Regions from separate parts of the Mus musculus genome. Here region 1 is linked to region 2. A link is a contact called in public ChIA-PET data. All regions are on one chromosome and are shown on one strand. Each heading gives the region's core, a stretch centred on a gene start, on an enhancer-like site or on the middle of the called end of the contact. The rest is flanking DNA. Distances are from core to core; before and after follow the strand shown. Region 1 has its middle 76 kb from the start of Sp4. Region 2 overlaps Dnah11 (dynein, axonemal, heavy chain 11).

Region 1 (6,947 bases), core at 2,648-5,147, 380 kb before region 2:
GCCATCCATGTAACATGTGAAGTATGTATTGGATAGTATTGTGTCTGGAGAAGGCAAAGAAGTTTGGATTCCAAGGCGGAAAGAGCTCCATTCCCACGGCTGTCAGAGGACTTGAAAGGTCCCATACTGGCTTAGGGATGTTGGATGAAAGCTACTGTTCCTTGGTATGTGGAGTTGAGTACTCACTGATAAGTGGATATTAGCCCCAAACCTAGGATACCCAAGATATAAGATATAATTTGCTAAACACATGAAACTCAAGAAGAATGAAGACTGAAGTGTGGACACTATGCTCCTCCTTAGATTTGGGAACAAAACACCCATGGAAGGAGTTACAGAGACAAAGTTTGGAGCTGAGATGAAAGGATGGACCATGTAGAGACTGCCATATCCAGGGATCCACCCCATAATCAGCATCCAAACGCTGACACCATTGCATACACTAGCAAGATTTTATTGAAAGGACCCAGATGTAGCTGTCTCTTGTGAGACTATGCCGGGGCCCAGCAAACACAGAAGTGGATGCTCACAGTCAGCTAATGGATGGATCATAGGGCTCCCAATGGAGGAGCTAGAGAAAGTAGCCAAGGAGCTAAAGGGATCTGCAACCCTATAGGTGGAACAACATTATGAACTAACCAATACCCCGGAGCTCTTGACTCTAGCTGCATATATATCAAAAGATGGCCTAGTCGGCCATCACTGGAAAGAGAGGCCCATTGGACTTGCAAACTTTATATGCCCCAGTACAGGGGAACACCAGGGCCAAAAAGGGGGAGTGGGTGGGCAGGGGAGTGGGGGTGGGTGGATATGGGGGACTTTTGGTATAGCATTGGAAATGTAAATGAGCTAAATACCTAATAAAAAATGGAAAAAAAAAAGAATGCAGGAGGACAATGGGGTCACTCTTTCTGCTAACAATCAAGGTGGTTATTGAGGGAAGCTCATTAACCTGTCACTTAGGAGAGGTGGTCTGAGTCACCAAGGCTTTGTCTTGCTGGTGCTGGCTCCTGGGTCTGCAAGAATAGTGGATGAATGGTCACTGTGTACTGACTACACTCAGTTTAGGTGATACTTTCCAAATCCAGCTCTTCTTCCAGAGCATGCTCACTTGATTACTCTTCTCTCTTGCTTACTCTACTGTCTGACTGACTAAGCTGTCTTCAGGTAGTAAGTAGGGGACAGAAGATAAGCAGTTGACATGTAAATGGCTGTGTGTGTGTGTGTGTGTGTGTGTGTGTGTGTCCAGGCATGTGCGCATGTGCCTATGGAAGTCATCTGCTCTGCTGTCTTTCACCTACCTCATCCATCTTGCCTTTCAAGACATGATTTTTTATTGGCCTGGAGCTCACCAGTAGACTAGGTTAGCTGATCAGTCAGCCCCAGTGATCTGCCTGTCTCCACTTTCCTGACACTGTGTTACAAGTGTGTACCACCATGCTCTGCTTCTTATACATAGGTTCTGGGAATCATACTCAAGCAAGCTATTTACTGACTAAGCTATGACCCAGTTTTTACATTATTATTTTACATCTTAAATTTGGCTTTGGGGATTTAACAACAAAGACTTAGATTAGTTTTTCTCTGCTACCTGTTTCTGCATATCATGAAGGAAGGGGGTGCACTGAGTATGCTCTCATCATGGAGAGCCACTCATGAAATACAGCTGGCCTCTAATATCCCAGGCTTCCACATCTGCAGATGAACCAACCTCATGTAAAAATAGTATAAAGAAAGAATTGATCTGGACTGGAATGCACAATGGGTTTTTTTTTCTTGCTGTTATTTCTTAAACAAAGCAGTATTGCTGTCTGAAAAGTATTTATATTGAATTGGGCATTATGCATAATCTAGAGAGTATTTAAATGATACAAAAAATCGCGTAGAAACTATTTGCCAAAGTGAAAGCATTTTTTTATAGGCAAGCCTGAGCATCTGTAGTTTTGACGATATCTACAGGGATCTGGAACCAATTCCCCAGTGGATAGAAAGGGACCACTGTACTAGAAAAAACACACATCTGTTCACATACCAAAATAGCAGTATTAACCAAGGAAAGGGATGAGGATGGATTCCTGTGAGACAAGAACACTTCACGTTTTGCTGGGTAAGAAACCCAGAAGGAGAAGAATGGATTCATAGATCCCAGAGCAGACCTCAGTGTGGATGTACTGAGGTCCCTTTTAACCCCCACAATTCCCTCTGGGGTAGAAGCAATGGGCTGTGAATTAGAGGTGGGAGTTGTTGTTGTAGTTGTTGTTTTGTTGATTTGTTTTGACTTTTCAAGATAGGATTTCTTTGCAGTCCTGGCTGTCCTGGAATGAGCTCCATAGACAAGGCTGGCCTTGGATTCAGATCTACTTGCTTCTGCCTAGGGAGTGCTGGGATCAAAGGCATGTCCTACCACCACTAGGGTGAGAGATGGGTTTTGATCTCAGCTCTACTCCCTACTCGTGGCCTTGATGTTAGCCTCTGCTCCTCAGTTCTTTTTCTTAAAAGTAATTTCTCTTGGTCACTGGTTCTCAGAGCACAGCCCTGAGAGCAGGTTCACCAGCAGGACCTAGCAACCTATAGAAACACAAGCATTGAACCCAGTCTCCATGGCAGAGGGATAAAGTCTGGGATGACCCCAGACAATGGTGCATCTATGATGCCTATATCCTCCAGCGTTGGTGCTGTGTGTGGAACAGATGACCATGTATAAATGCAAAGACAGGACTGTTGACCTATGGTGTACCTTAAGTGACCATGTCACCTGAGTTCTTTCATTTCTCACCTTTACACAGTCCTTCCTCCATTCATCTGCAGATCCAATTCCTTTCTGTGTTTCTCTCTCTCTTTTCTTCCCCATCCCAAGGCAAAACAACAGTCTAACATGCTCACCCCTCCTAGGCCAATTATTGACAATGCAGTCCACATGCTGATGAAAGAACCAATTAGTGAAAATGCCTTTTTTTTTTCTTTTCACCGAACAGAAAAGCACTAACTGGCTATTTAAAGTCATGCGGGAACTGCCACACACAAAGCCCGATGATTTGGCTGAATTTTTCACTTTCCAATTGCTTATGTGGGTGCTGTGTAGACAAAACCCAAACTAATTACTCTGTAGGTCGCTGGCTTTCACCACAGCAACAGAATGTGGGAGTCATGGACAGAAGATGCAGCCAAATGGGGTCCCTGGGAAGAGGAAATAAGCCATGTTTCCCCTTAAATCTGGCCTGTATTTATTGTTAGTAAAAGCTCATAATGAAAATTGCTGCACTCAAGTGCTGACAGGCACATTCAAATGAACAGAGCCTCCGTACTTGGCACATGTGGACTTCACTCCATGGCACTTGTTTGTGTAACATTTCCATCATTTACCAGAACTTTGTTTTTCTAATCACTAGATTGATAGAAGTAAGTATGGAGTATCGGGGAGAAGGGCAAAGCTTAGAAACAAATACACAAGCCCGCATTTGTATCAATCCATTGGCTTAATTGATAATCAGTGTGTTTCTATTTGCTTTAAAACCAATTATTGTGATTTAGCTGAATCAAAGGGAACTCTCCCTTTAAAGCTTAATTTGAGATACTAGAAATAACTTTGAAAATGTCACAATTTCAATCAAATTTATTAGGCAGATTATATACTATCAAGTGTCAATTCTGTCTGGGCAATTGTCGGCGGGGGGGGGGGGTGGGGTGGGGTGGGGCGCTTCAAAAATACTGTCAGCAGAGAATTTGGCACCATGATCTGGGGGTAGTTCTCGAGTCTGTTCACACAGCTCTGGATTCTAGTGTCTTTGACATTGATGGGCTTACCATTCTTCATCTTCTTTCTCTTCAGTCTGTCTTTCAACTCTGCGAAGCGGCACTGAGGCTTCCTCTGAGAAGTCAGCGGTTGTACTTCCTGTGCCCGTCTCGGTATCAGAGAGTGTTTCAAGGCTCAGCGGCCCAGGCCTGCCCTGTGGCTCTCCTACAGGAAGCTGCTTCTGACTTTGAAGACACGCACAAGCATGGGTGCTTCCTAAACAGGGGCGCATGCTGACGGTCCTGGCTGGGCTGGTGATGGATTTTTTTGGTTTTCTTTTCTTTCTCCTTTTGTTGTTATCATCATCTAATTTTTTCCCTAAGGGTAGGCATTTTTTCCAAGGACTGCTGTTACTCCATTTGAAAAGAGAGAAAACTCTCTCAGAGAGCTCAGACTCCTTCCACAAGCACAGGAAGACAGCTGTTGTTATCTTTAGGCCAGACTTGACTCACTAGAGAGCCCCGCTGTTCTGCAGGGTAGAGCGTCCTGAAGGGTACTGCTCTTCAAGGCAGAGCTTGCAAACTAAAGATGAATTTGCTGATGACATTGGCAACCCAAAAGGCTCTAAAGCACTGCAGAGCTCTTCCTGTGGAGGAGGAGGGTGGGGAAGCCATCAGAGCTTCTTCCAGGAACCACCCTGTCAGATGCTCAGTGCAGTGCAGTCTGAATCATGCTTGGTGGTTCCAGCACCTACTGAGCAACCTCAAACAAACAACTTGGCCTTTCTCACCTCAGCCTCCTATTAGGCAAAGTGACTGTATTAGGTAATACTGATTTTGCACCTTTGTCAAGGATGTTACTAACCACAGAGCTTTCCACTCCCAGCTTGAGCTTTGGGGAATTTCTAAAAACATCAAATGGACTCTGATGCTTCTTTCGCTTTGATGGCCCCCTGCCTCCGTAAGCAGGTTTTCATTGCTCACGTGCAATAGAAAACAATCTGATTTGCCATATCAATATTTAAAGTTAATGAACTTATAATATTCAGTCTGTAATATGGCTGGTTCGCATAAGGATTAAAGTCCATATCGAATCTGAATTTCTCACTAAGGACTGTAGTCAGCTGAAGATGTTTCCCATCAAGGTGAGTATACTACTGTCTAAGCTGTGGTCTTGGTTTTCTTTTCTCACCACTGAAACAAAAGCAACTTAAAGAAGAAAGGCTCTAGCAGAACCTCAAAGGTAGCAGAGAATACATCCAGCAACAGATGGAAGCAGATACAGAGTACCACAGTCAAACATTACGCTGAGACCTGGGAGTCCTATGGAGGGGTGGGGAAGAAGGATTGGAGGAACCAGAGGGGTCAGACACATCACAAGAACATGGCCCAATCAACTAAGTGGGACTCATGGGGACTCACAGAGATCAGGGAGCCTATAGGGGGTCTGACCTAGATCCTCTACATATATGTTTGGGTGAGTAACTTGATGTCCTCTTGAGAATCTTAACAGTGGGAACAGGGACTGTCCCTGACTCTTTTGTCTCCTCCTGGGACCCTTTTCTTCCTACTGGGTTGCCTGTCCAGTCTTGATATGATGCTTTGAGTCTGGTGTTATGTAGCTTGCTATGCCATGTTTGCTTGAAGTCCCTGGGAGGGCGGTTCTTGTCTGAAGGCAAAGGAGGGTGGGATCTGGGGGAGATGTGAGGTGGTGGGGAGACACTGGGGGAGGGGAGGAAGGGAACATTGGCATCAGAGCACTGGTATATTTGGAGTATGGAAGAACTAAGTACTGACTCCTAAATTCAGTGGCTTGAACAATGTCAATACGTTAGCTCCTTGCTCCAAGTCAGAGTGAGTGTGGTGTGGTGTGACCTGGTTCATCGTGTCTCAACATGGCTGGAGTCTCTGCTCAGAGAGCAAATTGAGATGGATGTCCATAGGCTTGGAGCTTAGCACAGGGTCTGAGGGCAAATCCTCTTCAGGTTCATCTAGGTTCTTGTCAGAACCCAGACCTTGCAGCTGAGCATCAAGTCCCGATTTTCTGGAAGTTTATTATGTAGAGCCACCTTGGATGCCTTCGGGATACACAGACTCTATTTAACGATGTTGCGGGAAATCTCCAACCCAAATATGCCCAGCAATGAAAACGCAACTCAATTAATATGAATACATGCTGTGCACCTAGATTGGGCACATCTACCACTACACTATCATCTTCACCATCTGTGAGACCCCATATAACTTGTAGTTTCTCCAGGCCATGTGCTTCTGCTCAGCTGTTCTTCCACCTCCTCCTCTGTCCTCCTTGTCCTCTCTCCCTTTCTCTCCCCAACCTTCAACTCCACCTTCTCCTCTTTTCTCTGCCCAGTCACCAGCTCTAGCTTTTATTTTACAAATTAAGGTGGGAAGCAGGTTTACAGGAAATCACCTGAGTGCTGACTCATTCCTTGTTCACAACCCCTCACCGGAGAACGGAATTAACATCAAATATAATTAGCCCCAGGGCTAGTATCCTCAACAGAACTCTCCTGTTCAGATATCTCTAACAGCCTCTTCTGGTCTCAGCCAGAAAGACTCTAGTATTTAGGATATGTGTTCTTCTGTTGCTCCAATCAAGGCTACCCTCCCTATGTCACAGTATCTATTCCAGACCTAGAGTGTGGGATGTAATGTTTTAAAAGACTTTTTTAAAAAATTTTTTGACAACTGTCATAAAGGGATTTCGGCCAGTGAGGGTATGGAACATAACCCTGCAATCCCAGATCTCCATAAGGAGTGTAAACAACACATGGTATGACTATGAGGGAATAATATTCACTCGTTAAAAAGAAGAGAATCCTAATGCATACCACAATGTGAATGAAGTTAGATAATATGTAAATGAAATAAACCTAATTCCACTTTTACTAGTTACCAGTCATAGGCAAATTCATAGTAAGAGAAAGTAGAATAGAGGTTACCAGGTACAGTGAGGAAAGGGAAATAAAGATAGTTATCATTTCATTTCTGAGACATTTCTGTTTGGAATGATGAAAAGATTCTGGGAACTGATTCTGGAGGCTGCTGCAGAGGAGTGTGAACACATCTGCTGCAGAGGAGTGTGAACACATCTGCTGCAGAGGAGTGTGAACACATCTATCAGTGGCATTAAATTACACACCCGAAATGGTTTGAATAGTAAACTTCATTTTGTGTGTGCGTGTGTATGATAC
Region 2 (6,580 bases), core at 396-2,895:
AAAAAAATAGATATTAGCGTTCTGTCTTGAAATGTTAACTATAGCAAATAAACCTGTTAAATGAGGTATTGTACAGGTTGATATATGCTAAGATTTTTTTTCTCACAAGGATTTTAAAATATCATAAGTAGCAAAAAAAAAATATCTTCTGAGTCAGTGACAGCATCCATTGGCTGACCATGGTCTTGAGCTCAGCCTTGGAACCAGGAGGGTCTCATTTTCTACCATCAACCTGTCCTAAGAAGAGAAAAGAGATACTGTCCACTCGGGCCTTTCCCAGCTGACAGATAACCTAGTTTTCAAGTATATAGCAGTGGTGGCAGGGATGGGGGTGCATAATGAATCCTTGCAGTCTCCTGTGTCTTCATGCTTTCCCTGAGCTTACACTTCTAATGGTGGTCCTCTAAAGCTCAGGACCCTTGAATGGTCACACCTACTGTGCTGACAATGAAGAGTTCCTCCCATCCACTGTCTGTGACATGATATTGCAACCAACCTCAGGCTCTACCGATGAATCCCTGTGTCTAGAGAGAGTATACAAATACACGACTGGATCCTCTGACTGTCATGTCCCCATCCATGAATCCCACCAGCTGTGCAGTGAAAATATTTGAAGAGGAACACAACTGTACGGAGTGTGCATATAACCGTACCGAGTGTGTACATACTTCTTTTTATTGTCTTGATTCCCTAAATAGCACAGAATAACAACTCCCTACACTGTTTACCTTGTCTTAGGGGCAATAAGTAATCCTAACAGGAAGGACTAATAGGTGGTTGAAGGATAATAGGTTTGACCTGTGAAAGCAATATACTTTTCATATAAGTGTTTGGAAAACCTGTGGGTATGTTAGGGATCCTGGAACTGATCCCTGGCAGATCCCAAACACAGAACAATGGCTTATTCAGATATTAATTAACTTTTAAATCATTAGCTAGTAAGAAAAAAACTTTTCTTAGCAGAAACATGCTACCCAAGTTTTAAATTTTTCTCTGAAAAATCTCAGGTGAGAACTAAAGAAGATACTTTTTATTTTAAATGCAAACAGAAATTGATGTCATTTGTGATGATAAATCTGGCTTTATTTTATTGTTTTATACTTTGCGTTGAAAAGGTATTTCAGCTTTGTGAAACCTACTGAATCATGTAACAGAAGGAATTTGCAGGTAGAAATGTTGACGATCATGGTGACTTATTTTTATGTGGCTTGTGTTAGGGAACAAGTAAAATGTCCCACTCCCAAAGGGAATCATGAGCTATGCTTGAGAGAAGAGGGGCCACATTTTGAGGAAAGCACAACTGTACTTCTGCCTGCCCTGTGGCACCGCCACTCTGAAAGTCAATGCTACCTTGCACCTTGCTGCCTGGGCTGGGGTAGCTGATTAGTGTGTCTGGCCTTGCCCCCTTCCTCATTGTCTGAGACTTCAGTGTACTGCTTGGCACACTCATCCCTCTGTTGTTTCTGACCTGTCCCCCCTCACCCCTACAGATGGTTTTTTGTTTCTCACCGGTTGGCCACACACTGCGAGTTAGAGCCCGGAAGTTCCCAGCCATAGTTAACTGCACAGCTATTGACTGGTTTCATGAATGGCCACAGGAGGCTCTGGTCTCAGTCAGCAGGAGGTTCATCGAAGAAATTGAGGGGATTGAGGTACGTTGCGTCAGCCTGAGGTAGGTACCCAGCGTGCACAAGTCTCAGTACACTATTGGCAGGAAGCTCGGTCAGCCACTTTCAGTTTCGCAATCTCTGTATCAAATATGTATCTCTTCTTTTATGTTGCTTTTCATTGTATCTGGGTTTTGTGCATTGTTGGGGGTGGGATTCTGGCCTTATGGGGTTATAAGTTATCTTTGTCACTTCTTGATGAGTTTGGTATCTCCAAATACGTTTTTAAATGTCTGTGTGAAAAAAGTAGGTTTGAAGAATAAAGAAAGCAACTGAATCAAGCCTTCCGATTTCCCAGTGGAGTTGAGGCCAGGATCCTTTCTGATTAGAGAGATTGTGTTAGAATGTGACTCCCAGAGAGCTTTGCCCTCACCTCCCATTGAGCAATAAGGTGGGAGTGCCTAGAATAGACCCAGAATTAGTGGAAGTGGCTCTCTCTAAGCCAAAATTGATTGGGGACACTTAAGTAATGTCGTAAGTTCTCACCCTCTCCCTTACTCCAGGAGCCATGATCACCCACATCCAAAGAAACATTATGGCACTTTGTTAAATAGCGTGTCCTCGGGTGGCCAGATGGTTAGAGTCTGGGTATGTTTATGAGATTGACGGTTACTATGCCGCTGTCTTTATTGCGTGGCATGTTATTTTTCCTTTGCGTCTCCTTAAAAAGGGCGTAACCCTATGGGTGTGTGTAGCTTGGGAGTGGTGAAAAGCATTCACTGCTGCATACAGGTTTTCTTTCTCCCCTAAACATGTCTATGAATCTGTTGATCACTGGACTGCAGGGGGAAGCAACATTTAACATGGCAAACACATCTGGGGTGGGAGCACATGCCTGCCTCCTCTCTCCTTCTCTCTTCCACAATCATGTGACAAGTACACGCACAAGGAAACAAGAAAAAAGAAAAGAAAAGAAACGAAAAGAAAAGAAAAGAAAAGAGAAAAGAGAAAAGAGAAAAGAGAAAAGAAAAGAAAAGAAAAGAAAAGAAAAGTCAAGTCTTCTGAAGTTGGGGGGGGGGTAGGAATTAGATCTGCACATCTAGAGAGCCATTAGTTATGATAAAAGTAGTGTTAAGTGTTACTCCCAGCCCCTAGGACAATCTTCAGGTTCTTTAATGTTGTTGAAATACTGGGGCATCATCTTATCTTCCAACAGCTGAGAAGAGAGGTTGGAAGTTCTGATTCTACAGGAATCAATGCCACATACTACTAGCAGATTTCTAGTTTCCTTGGTTCATTTTTATCAAACTTGGAACAAAAGAAGTGGGCTGGTTTCTGAATGGAGTTTTGATTCTCCTCGGTTGGTAGGAGATCCAAGCTAGCAGCTCCAGAGAAGCACACGCACAGCCTCACAGCCTGCCAGTCTTTGCTGTCCTGTGTCTGTGTCTGCTTTCTCCAGCGGAGCAGCATCTCAGCCTGGCCAGGACTATTGACACCTGCTGGATGAGGCGGGCTTTGCAGTCCCGAGGGCTGCACAAGGTGCTGTGGTCTATCTGACGGTGTCATGCCGCCTCCTATAGGATCCTGGGTGTCAAATAGGAATACTTTTCTTAGCACTTCAGCCTTCCCATCAAGCTGAATTCTGCCTGCTAACAATCAGCCAGATGATTTCCTTTCATTATAAGGTGCTGATTTAACCCTCCCACCTTCCTGATTTGTCACACGGGAAGCACTAATTATAATTCAGAGTACTGTGGGACCACATTCCCCTAAAACCATGTGGTATCTTTTCTGTAGAGGTCAGAAACAGCTTTTACATTTTTGAATGAGTGCTAATTTGATTGCTTTTTTAGTCTTAATTTCCATCAGCAAGACTGAAAGTTATCGGCATAATTTTGTCACTTCTTAATTATTGACCTCATTGGATGAGTGGAAGGTACTTATACAAACAAGGTGACCCCTTTTGGCCATAGACAAGCCATGTTATATATGTTGACATCAGTACATACTCAGGGCTGAGGCAGCCCACAGCCCTGACTGCATCTAACTGAATGGGTATGCTATTTTTTTTCCTGTTACCTGATACGGAACTAAATGACAGCTGACAAATAAAGGACATAAAAGCAGTCTGACACCTAAGTGTCAGTCACTGTGTTGCTCATCAGACACTCCTGTCAATATGCGCTGCCTCTTGCAGTGAGGTAGGAAGAGGCAATATAAGGCAGGAGGGAGGGAAAGTCTTGCATACCACTAGGAGTAGGGTTGAAGGTGCAGATGGAAGCAAGTTGGGGATGTGATGGTTAGTGCACAGGCTCCAGTTAGGAATGCATGGAGCAAAAAAGTAGATGGTATTGGGAACGTAAGAGAAAAACATTGGTTTTGGTTTCTTTAAGGCAAAGTGAGCCTTAGGCATTCTCGAAATCAGGGTCATATGAAAGGACATGTTTTAATGTAAATTTAAAATATGAGCTGACAGGGGAGGGGGAATTCTGTTGCAGGATTTGAGGACAGAAGCAGCCCATGTCACTTGGGCATGATATCTGACTGACAGAGGAAGGAAGGTCTGCCCTCCTGAAGTAATGACACTGCAGTGAGGGCTCAATGCCACGCCACTATTACAGTTAAATGTGGTGCTGCTGCCATGTCTGCATCCCCTACCTTAGAAGGTGTAGCACAGAATGGCAGGGGTGATCCACTCAAATAGAAGTTACCTTTCTGTCAGATTTAGACTTGATGCTTCTCCAGTGCCTACACATGTGTGTGACTACATGTATACACACACACACACACACACACACACACACACTCCTTGTGCCAAACAGGAGGGGCATTACATTTATTGCGTCAGTGATAACTATGCTATATTGATGATTTGGGCCACAATTCTTTCATTGAAATGTCAATTACAAGTGTTAACTTATAAAGTCCGAAGTTGACCATGCGGACAATACGATAACTTTTCAAGTAGAATCTTGGATCCTGTTGGTAGCCCTAATGATCTAGGTTTAGCTGTGCATACTCAACACAAAGAATAAAGACACACGGAATGTGGAAACAGAAAAGAGACTTTGTTTACATTGGTGAGAACATTAAAGAGAGAAATCCTGAGTCCAGCTTAAAGCTACTAGCATAAGGTTAGGTTTAAATAGACTGCATGTGCTTTACCTGATTAGAAAGTCCTGGTCCAAGTGTGGCCCTGCCCACCATGGCCCCTTCAGTGTCTCACTTGCCATGTGTCTTATAAGTTGTAGGAATACTCTCTTTCTGGTGGCTGTCACAGTATCTTCAGCCTTTCCCTACAGTATGATTCCAGGGCCAATTCTAATTCTTTGGGATCTGTTGTTTCATTAGTCTGATAGCTGAGGAGAGGTGTGTGCACGTCCTTTTAGAATATCTAGCTTCCTACACAGTAGTTACACTAAAGCCATTTTGAAGTACCAAGACAAAACCAAAGGAAGATCTTAGGGATCTGCCTAAACTTCATCCTAGCCTCAGCTTCTATCTTCAAATTGGTGGGAAAGCCCCATCACGGTTCACACCCTTCTCCATCATCATCTTTAGCTCTGTGTGTACGTCATTATATATGTAGTGCTCTGTGCCTATTAGGCAAATATAGAATACAGTTTTTTAAAGAATACTGTTTTCCCAACAGGGTTTTTTGTTTTTGTTTTTGTTTTTTCAGCTTTCTAAAGATTAGGAATCCTATCACCCATGAAAGCAGGGTCCGGTTCTTATAGCTGTTTGGGATCTGTGTGTATTGTTCAGCTAGAACCAGCTCTACATAAAAATTCATAGTTTTGTGGCTTTGGGGGATGTGTTAGCCTCACCAGCCACAATATCTCCTGCCTTATCTTCCCACAGGGAAGGGTTATCTGGGGCTGGGGAGATGACTTAATGGGTACCAAGCACTTGCCACACAAGTGTGTGTGTGTGTGTGTGTGTGTGTGTGTGTAGTTCTGATTCTAGCACCCACATGAATTCTGGGTGGGGATGGAAGCACTAGAGAGACAGAGAAAGGGGATTCCCAGAGGAAGCCGGCTACCTAAATGATCTGAATCAATGTGCTCTAGGTTCAACTGAAACAGTCTATAATAGGTAGAGAGTGATTAAGGTAGACCTCAACATCAACTTCTGGTACACACTTATGTGTGATGCAAAACACACACTGGATGGATAGGTGGGTGGGTGGAGGATGGATGAAGGATAAATGGATGGAGGATGGATGGATAGATGGATAGATGAGAAAATGGGCTTTCCTGAATTTCCTCTGGACTCTTCATTGCATTAATTCCAAGTCACTTCAATGTGTCCATGTTGTGGAGGAGTCTCCAGGAGCCACCTCTTCTGATAGTAGACCCTCACTTGCACTGGTTACCTCTCTGATCCCAGCCTCATGAGAAAGAAGGGCCCGTCCTTGCATAGGTGACAGATGGCAGCTGATGCTCAAGCCTGTGGATGGATCTCAGAGCCCAGGCTTTCCTTTACTGCATTTGTGCAGATATTTAGAAAGCCTGGAAAAAGAATTGATGCAATGAAACCACTTTTGTGGCAGGAGAAAGCAAGGAGAACACTTAATTCTTCAGACCTGGAAAATGTAACCTAAGTCCTAGGATTCAAACCTTGTTTCTGCTTCATCCGTCTTTATGTTGGGGTGACTGAACTCTGTGAGGGGCTTAAAGGTGCTCAAATGGAATACTGTTCCTCTGTTTTAGTGTTAAATTCTCTGTAACAAGCCTTCTTGCCCTGAATATCTAATTCAGTCTTTTACCAACCCACGAAAGAGTGAATTATAAATAATACATTTTATAACTTAGTATTTTGACATTTAAGTTCAACAAATGATTTCTGAGAAAACATTTCAAGACTCCCTACAAGGCTATGACATAATATCTGACAATATTGCCCTGGGTTTAGCAAAAACAAACAAAAGCAAGCAAAAAACAACAAACTCTTTCCTGTCTTCCGTTTTTCAT

Evidence for each region. ChIA-PET counts read pairs in DNA pulled down with a chosen protein or histone mark.
Region 1: a contact with region 2 is called in an RNA polymerase II ChIA-PET map of memory CD8 T cells, with 60 read pairs. The contact joins two enhancer-like sites. A contact is called at or near these places in 1 of 15 datasets of contacts at CTCF or cohesin (pro-B cells), 2 of 484 Hi-C or Micro-C datasets (CD4 T cells and liver) and 4 of 115 datasets of contacts at active chromatin or transcription factors (CD8 T cells, effector CD8 T cells, large pre-B cells and 1 more).

Annotation. Positions count from the first base shown.
Region 1 is chr12:118,374,276-118,381,222 of GRCm38.p6, reverse strand. No RefSeq gene overlaps it. Among named protein-coding and RNA genes, the nearest start is that of Sp4, 76 kb to the right of the region's middle. Within about 2 kb of position 3,897, at least 72 of the 459 cell types and tissues checked have an H3K27ac peak or open chromatin away from gene starts, as enhancers often do. A contact at or near this core is called in CD8 T cells, effector CD8 T cells, memory CD8 T cells and 1 more, where this site is marked.
Region 2 is chr12:117,990,201-117,996,780 of GRCm38.p6, reverse strand. It overlaps Dnah11 (dynein, axonemal, heavy chain 11), which reads left to right. Exons shown (of 82, transcript NM_010060.3): 55 at 1,491-1,652. Among named protein-coding and RNA genes, the nearest start is that of Cdca7l, 150 kb to the right of the region's middle. Within about 2 kb of position 1,645, at least 42 of the 459 cell types and tissues checked have an H3K27ac peak or open chromatin away from gene starts, as enhancers often do. A contact at or near this core is called in CD8 T cells, effector CD8 T cells, memory CD8 T cells and 1 more, where this site is marked.